Regions from separate parts of the Mus musculus genome. Here region 2 is linked to region 1. A link is a contact called in public Hi-C data. All regions are on one chromosome and are shown on one strand. The core of a region is the stretch at or near the end of the contact, and the rest is flanking DNA. Distances in the headings are between cores, read along the strand shown.

Region 1 (4,109 bases), core at 1,170-3,669:
GGATAGATTCTCTAGTGGTCCTCAGAAAAAATCCATCCATCCTATCAAAAGCCTGCTGTCAAACTTATAGTTTCCAGAGCTTCAGGAAAATTAGCCAGTCATGTGTCAAAGCTGGTTATGAGGACTCCAGAAAAGGGAAATAGAATACCATTAAGTCTTGTGTTTTATAAAAGTGTCAAGGGAGATGTTTGGCATAGGCATGGTATGGTGCCTGAAGTACCAGCCCCAATGATGGTATAGTATAGAATAGACTTTATTCAGGGCATGGGGAGGGAAGCTGAGGGGGTAGAGACAGAGAAAGGGGGAAAGAGAGAAGAAGAAGAGCAGGAGAAGGAAGAGGAGGAGCTAGCCATGAGCACCTGGAGAGAGAGGGAGGAGGAGAATGGGAAGAGAATGGGTAAGGAGCAGGAGCAAAATGAAAAGAGAAGGGAGCAAGAGAGTGAGGAGGGGGCGAGTAGCCCCCTTTATTGTGAGTCAGGTACATCTGGCTGTTGCCAGGTAACTGTGTGGCAGAGCCTAGACTAAATGCCAATATTAAATTAATTAATTTAATTAAACATTTGGTTTAATTAAAAAGGGAAAATTAGAAAAAGGTGATGGTGGAGCAGGAATAGGGTCGTCATGATCTTTAGCTACTTCCTGCTAACTTTGGGATGACATGTCTCTGGGAAACCTAAGAAAATGGGTATGGGATGTTGGTCCAAAAACAATGTAGGAATTGTGTTGCCCTTAGTTGGCTCCCAGAGTTTAAAGTAAGTCTCTATTACTGAAAAATTGGCTGTGGGGAGTTGAGCCCCAGTTGATACGTCTACAACAAAACTCCTACACCTAACGCTCAGGGATATCTGCTGCAAGGCTGTGCCTTCTATGTATGACAGGGAAGCTGCCCTCATAAAATCTCAGCAATAAGACCACCTACACAAGACCTGAACAGTGACATCAGATGGCACACCAACCTGCGGGGGGAAATTTCACAGCCACAGGAGATTAATGACTACTGAGAGAAGGAAAGATCAGTGTTCTCCAGGGATGAGTGTCCTGATTGGTTATCTAATACCAAGTGCTCAGCCCTAAAACCATATACACACTTGCATCAATAAGCACACTCGGGAATGAAAATAAAGCAACTTCCCCTTGGAGGAGTTTGACCAAGATCTGAGTCCACTTCTGTGCTTCCCATCTGTCTACAGTTTGCAGTCACTGATCTGTAAATTACCTGCCTGTTGTTTGTGTCTTGATCTGTCTGTCCCTGTTGCCTGTGTGTGTGCCTCTATCTGTCTCATGTCTGTCTGTGGCCATGTGTGCAGTTGTGTGTCTGTGACTGGGCCTATCCCTAACAAAGGGCTTTGCTCTGCATTTATTTAACAGCACACACACACCCAAAGACAGAACATTTTTTTACAGAAATCTTTAACAGAATTTTACAAGAGAAGTTACTTTACTAACCTCAACTCTCCTCCCTCTCCTTCTGACAGCTCTCCCCTCCCTTCCTTCCCTCTTCCCTTCCCCTCACACCCATCTCACCTCCCCTTCCTCTTTTTCTTCTTTTTTAAAATTTTTTTAAAAATTTTATGGGCATTGGTGTTTTGCCTGCATGTCTGTCTGTATGAAGGTGTTGGATACCCTGGAACTGAAGTTAGGGACAGTTGTAAGCTGCCATGTGGGTACAGGGAATTGAACCCTAGTTCTCTGGAAGAGCAGTCAATGTTTTTAGCTTCTGGGCCATCTCTCCACCCACCCCACCCTCCCTTTTCCTCTTCCTTAGAAGATTTTATTTTAACCCAACAAGAGGAAGCTGTGCCTTCAAAGACCTAGATGGTGCTTTGCAAAGCAGTTCTCAAAACCACAGCATAGACATTTAGAAATACAGAAAACTTTGGTACCATCGCAACCTGTTAAACTAGAACCTGTTAGGGAGAAAGCAGTAGTATACTGTAAGGAGCCCTCCCAGGAAATGAAAAGTCTTAGCTTGAGAATGCCTAACCTGGGCGGAGCTCCTAAGCTGTCAGTTCAAGCCTGTATAACCATGTTCAATGACGTGATCAGTAGCTGAGCTGGTGCTGATCCTGTCCTGATACTCTGATACATCACCATGATACTCTTGTCTGCAGTCCTCCTGTTTTTCTTCCATGTGTTTTTCCACATGTTCTCATCTATTGATCTTCTGCATCTTCTGCTGTCTCCCCATCCTTTTTGCATGGAAACTAAAGCTAGTCAGGAATTTTTAGTAGCAATATAGAAGATTAAGATACTGGGGTTGTGGTTTTCTGAAGCACAGACCATATCGTTTTCATGGCTTTCTCTCTCAGCACAGTTTTCTAAGTGCAGCATCATGCAATCCAGCCATGTGACCTGGTCCTCCACTACAGGACATTTCAGAGCCCTTTTTATCACCCCTGGAGGAACTGGGTGCCACAAGCAGCCGCCACTTGTTTTCTCCACCCTCGGCTGCTGTTTTCTGTTGCTGTGGATCACATTGGGCCACATGTCTCACACTGAGATGTTCTGTGACTGGCTTCTTTTACTTCACGTCCTACTTTCAATATTCATGCATGCTACAGTATAGACAGTCACCTCACCACATTCTTTTTGATTATTTAATATTATATTATGTGCTCATAATAAATTTTCTTTACCCATTCATTAATTGAAGGACACTGGATTTTTTTTTTCACTTTTTTGCCTGTAAACACAGTAGCTTGTCAACAATGCTACAAGTTTGGTGTTTACCCGTATTTTCCTTTCTTTTCATCTTATATCTAGGACATATATCTAGGAGTGATAACAATGTTTACCCTTTTAAGTAAGTACATCATCTTCCAAGCTAACTGCATCAGTATCCTGGTAACACTATGAATTTTGTGATACTTCCACCAAAATTTGCTAATGCCTGAGTTGTAAGATATAATCACCACTGTGGGTGTGATGTGATATCTTCTTGAACATTTGATTTGATTTGACCTGACCTTCAAGGGCTAATGATGCTAAGAATTGCTTCTGTGGCACTGATAATCTGGTAATGTATAAGTGTTTCCCAGGCATGGAAGGGTCATAGAGAGTAGCTGAGGTTTAAAGCATGAAAAGCCAGGAGAGGCCATAAGTGAATATACAGCCTTGGTTGAAGTACAAGCCCTAGTATTGGAGGAGCCATGGAGAAATGCTCGGCACCAGGTATCAGGATCAGAGACCCTGGAAAGAGCCCAGGACAGGTGATTGGTTAGAGTGTGACACAGATACAGTGGACACCATAGCTGTGGAGTGGACCTGACCGGGGCTTAAACTGGCCAGTCTATGAATGGCATAGCTGGAGGAATAGAGCTATTTTGGGGAACCCTGAATGGATTCCAGACATCAACCACTCAAAGTTGTATACCTTTGAACCTTGATTGGATTTTAACCGAGTCCTGGTTCTTCCCTCTTGGAATAAAAAAGTACTTAATTTATTTTTAATTTTTCAGAAGCTCATGGTCAAGAGACTGGAATTTTATAGAGACTTTGATTGTTCTAGAAAAACTTCAGCAGTTTAGGAAAACAAATATTTTAAAGAAATTGACATATTAAATGTTTGAATTTTTAAAGACCATGAGAATTTTTTTAAGGTATATAAACTATTAACAGCAAAGGCCCAGAGACTCATTCCTTCTTGGATACACCCACAGTACGGCCCCTGCGGCCAGTGGTCTTGGTGTGCTGACCTCGGACAAGAAGGCCACAAAAGTGGCGCAGCCCTCTATGGGCTCGAATTTTCTTCAGCTGCTCCAGGTCCTCACGCAGCTTGTTGTCTGGTCCGCTGGCCAGAGCCTGGCTGTACTTCCCACCCTTCCCATCCTTCTGTCTGTTCAGGAACCAGTCTGGAATCCTGTACTGTCGCGGGTTCTGCATGATGGTGATCACACGCTCCACCTCATCCTCCGTGCGTTCTCCAGCCTTGGTGAGGTCGATGTCTGTTTTCCTCAACACCACATGAGCATAGCTCCGCCCCACGACCTTAATGGCAGTGATAGTGAAGCCTATTTTCTGCCGCCCATCGATGTCGGTGTTGAGTACTCGCAAAATGTGCTGGAACTTCTTAGAGATCACTAGAGACATGGCGGCGGCACAGACGGCGG
Region 2 (4,109 bases), core at 573-3,072, 220 kb before region 1:
CAGTGTTTCATCCAGAAAGGAGTTTTCTATGTCAATGAGTTCAAGGCTATTCCTCACTTTCTCTTCTACAAGGTTCAGTGTATATGGTTTTATTTTAAGGTCTTTGCTCCATTTGGAGTTGAGTTTTGTGCAGGGTGGTAAGTATAGATCTATATGGATTCTTCTACATGCAGCCATCCAGTTTGAACAGCACCATTTATTGAAGATGCTATCTTTTTTCCCCTGTGTATTTCTAGGTTCTTTGTCAAAAAAAGATAGGTGTCCATACATATGTGAATTTGTGACTGGATCTTCTGCTTGGTTCCATCAGTCTATGTGTCTGATACTGTGTCAACAGCACGCTGCTTCTATTACTACAGCTCTCTAGTACAGCTTGAGACTGCAGATGGTGAGACCTCCAGCAGTGACTTGATTATTCAGGATTGTTTGTGCTATCCTGGGTTCTTTTAGGTTTCCATATGAAACTGAAATTTTCCCTTTCAATTTCTGTGAAGAATTGTATTGGATTTTTGGTAGGGACTGCATTGATCTGTAGATTGCTTTGGATAGGATGGCCCTTTTTACTGTATTAATTCTGCTGATCCATGAGCACCTTTCTGACATTTTCTTCAAACACTGCAACCCCTTAACATCTCAAGGCCTGTCGTACCCTGCCCCCTCCTCAAGCCCCAGGCCTCCCCTTGACTTTGTTTCCCCTCCCCTTGACTTCATTGTTGTTTCACTTGTGTTTCTGGTGTTGGTGTGTGTGTTTGTGTGTGTGTGTGTGTGTGTGTGTGGCTTTCCACAAATCATTCTTGTACACATAAAAGTAGATTGCAATTTTATTTTATTTTATTTTACTATTAGTCCTTAGATGGCTGTGTGGATCCAGAAGGAATGGAGGTCAGGAGGAAGTGGGAGGTATAGGGGCAGGGAAAACTGTCATCAGAATATATTGTATGAAAAAAAATATTTCCATAAAAGAAAAAATAATGAAATAAATAAACAAAACAAATAGATTGCAGTAGTTATTTGCCAGGTAGTTATTGTTATTGTTTCTGTTTGTTGGTTGGTTGGTTGGTTTTGTTTTTGCTTTCTTTATTCTTCTGCCAGGAACACTTGACCCTCAATATTACCAGGTAAATAAAGGAAGAAAAACACCCAGGAAAAGAGACATAACAGGCTGAGGTGCTGGCTCAGTAGATAAAGTTCTTGTTGTGAAAGCAGGACGATCCAAGTGCTGATTTTTAACACCCACATAAAGGCCAGGTGGGTATGTCAGGCTGCCTTGTAACCACAGTACTCAAAAGTGAAAGATGGAATTCCTGGAGAACGCTGGCTAGCGAGATTAGCTCATTCGCTGAGCTTGAGTTTCAGGTGAGACACCCCACACACACACACCTGCCTTAATATATAAGATAGAAGAGGAAGACTTCACAACCATGTACACACATACATGCACATGCATGTGTGCCCACATGTGTGAGCATGCAAACAGGCATAGATGATAAATGTCCCTCTATATTCTATTTTTGGAATAGGATGTTGTATGACCTCACCACACAGTAACTGATCCTGTCTTTGCACGCTCTGGTAAGTACCGGAGCACCTACTGCTGCATCTTGTGCCAAATTCCTTCTGATAAGATGATAGAAACCAGAATGAGGTGGAACTGAGCCTCCTCCTGTAAACAAAAGCTATCTCACAGGAGCGTTCCTTCCAGTTGAGTCATGTGACCTCCTAACCTTCTAGATGTAATTTGAACAAGCAGGCATCCTGAAATTCTAGCTGCCTGGGGGCCAGTTGATTTAGAAAGAAATCAACCATTCAGAAGGTTATAACCACCGCAGGCCACAAGGGGGCAGCAGTTTCTGCTCTTACTTCAGGAACTTGGACAACCATAATTAGGAGTTGGGCAGAAAGTATAAATTACAGTGCATTTTAGTGAAAATAAGAACTATAGCTGCAAGCAGCAGCATGGAAGACCCTCACAACATGCTGCCAGATATAACACACACACGCACACACACACACACACACACACACACACACACACACATTATAAATATACCACCCTATTCAAACAAAGGACTCAAAGAATTAAAATTTCCCCCAGGAATGCCATCCATGCTGGGTGGGGCGGGTGGTGGTGGCGGACAACAGCCTGGCAGGGGAAGGATTCATAATCAGAAGGCGTTCACACTGTTCTTTAATAAACATGTGTGCATTTCCTGGTGTCTGTCTGTCTTTTCTGTCTCTCTCACACTCACATCTTTTACATCAAACTGTAACACTGCTGCTAAAATAAGGGAAATTGGGGCCCCCTTTAGTGGGTCTTGGTCTCTTTGATAAAAAGAATTTTAAAAACAGTCAGATTGAGACACGCTGACTCCGTGGCAGGCTTCAAGCTGGCTTCAAACAGGAGACTAGGCCTAAATTTCTGTTTCCAAGACCCGGGCAAGTCCAGACCTCAGAAGCTACCCTGCCGTTGGCCCTGAGGTAAGGACACGGTCAGCATCACTTTCCAGATGTCCTCGGGAACAGTTTTCAGACTTCCCCAGCAATGGTTCTGGAATGTCCCCAGAGATAGAGCCAAGAGATAGAGGTTACCTACCTACACCTCCCCGGGACTCCCTGATGTACTTTAAATTGGGCCTGCAAACTCACATGGGCATCCCCACATTGGAACAGGAGACTCCAGCATTCTGGACTTCTGCAGAATAAAACACTCTTTGCTTTTATATACTATTTGAGTCCTGGGTATCATTCTTTGGTGAATCATGGACCTTTATGAGATAAAAATGTCAGGACAATTTTATTAGAATTTAGAAGGAAAATCATAAGGTAGCAAGTTGGAAATCTTGCCCAGAGGAGAATGGAGAAGGGCACAGCCATGCTGTTTGAATTAAACAGATATGGAGCTCAGACACAGGGAGGGCAAGCGACCACCTGGCAGGAAGCAAAGCATTAGAAAAGTAAAGCCCAGACCATTAGGAAAAGCATGCTTAGAGAGGGGGCAGGAAGAAGAAAAGCAAAGTCACGCTTGTGTGAGTAACTCAGACTTATAGAGCTGTATGGCTGCACTGTGAAGGAGACCGTGCTGGGGTGGGGTGGGGGTGGGGGGTGTCTGGGAAGAAAACATGCCTTGCCTCAGTAAAGGGATAATTATTGGCTTAGGGTGGGCCAATTCTTCCTGAGGGATAGATCCTTGGCCAGGTGACCAACCTGCCCCTGAATTAACTCTTAGTGGGGGAGACAGTGCAGGAAGTGGAGGGAACAAAGAATCCTGGCGCTTTCTCCCACTCTCACTCACTCTCATTTGGCAAACCTACAAACACCTCCACCTCCCTTCCTCCTTGATTTCCCAGCAGCCACAATCTGTAATGGCTTGCTTCCTTGTGAGACTAGGAGAAGGAAAGAAGAGGTTAAGGAAATAAGAAGAACGCCTGTGGGCGTTGGTATTTGAGGAGGACAGTGAAGACCTTGTAGAGTGAAGACCTTGTCAACGTGACTGATTCATTACTGGGGGAAGGTGGTATTGTAGATAAGGGAAAGAACAGCCAGCGGCATCTGGGGGAGTCAGTAATGGCTGCCTTTCTGGGACAGAGAGAGTAGCACAGAGAGCAGGAAGGGGGAGCAGCAGCCTGGTTATTGCCAGGGCTGCAGGAGTAGGGAAGAGCATGAAGATAGTGGGAGACTCTTGCTGGTTACTATGTGTTATGTGGAAGAGGAAGAAGGGGAGGAGGGGGAAGGGGAGGAGGAGGAGGAGGAGGAGGAGGAGGAGGAGGAGGAGGAGGAGGAGGAGGAGGAGGGGGAGGGCAGTTATCTGGAACAGCTGGAATCTAGCACAGGGCTCTGATCTGTTGGTGGCTTGTTTGAGTAAATAGAGGACTAGATGCTGGCTCTGGATTTTGGGGGACCGAGGGGGACTGTAGTAGCAGAGGAAAAAGTATTAGCTAACAGAAACTCACTTTACAAGGTTTCTGAAGAATGCTAAGTGCTTACTGGGTCGGAATTCAGCCTGAGCTGAGCCCAAATTGTCTTTTTGGAGGTTGGGGCTTGACAGCACACACTTATAATCACAGCACATAGGAGGCAAAGACAGAGGATTAAGAGCACAAGGCCAGCCT

The links. A called contact is a pair of places that touch in the nucleus more often than the background predicts.
Region 2: a Hi-C map of bone marrow-derived macrophages shows a contact between it and region 1, with 24 read pairs. The contact joins two enhancer-like sites. A contact is called at or near these places in 6 of 484 Hi-C or Micro-C datasets (bone marrow-derived macrophages, cerebral cortex, embryonic stem cells and 2 more), 4 of 115 datasets of contacts at active chromatin or transcription factors (the SCID.adh cell line, embryonic stem cells, large pre-B cells and 1 more) and 1 of 9 other capture datasets (embryonic stem cells).

Annotation. Positions count from the first base shown.
Region 1 is chr16:23,179,536-23,183,644 of GRCm38.p6, reverse strand. All of the region lies in intron 1 of C730014E05Rik (RIKEN cDNA C730014E05 gene), which reads right to left. It also overlaps the pseudogene Gm6630. Among named protein-coding and RNA genes, the nearest start is that of C730014E05Rik, 6.3 kb to the right of the region's middle. Within about 2 kb of position 2,419, at least 75 of the 459 cell types and tissues checked have an H3K27ac peak or open chromatin away from gene starts, as enhancers often do. A contact at or near this core is called in the SCID.adh cell line and bone marrow-derived macrophages, where this site is marked.
Region 2 is chr16:23,401,119-23,405,227 of GRCm38.p6, reverse strand. No RefSeq gene overlaps it. Among named protein-coding and RNA genes, the nearest start is that of Rtp1, 26 kb to the left of the region's middle. Within about 2 kb of position 1,822, at least 49 of the 459 cell types and tissues checked have an H3K27ac peak or open chromatin away from gene starts, as enhancers often do. A contact at or near this core is called in the SCID.adh cell line and bone marrow-derived macrophages, where this site is marked.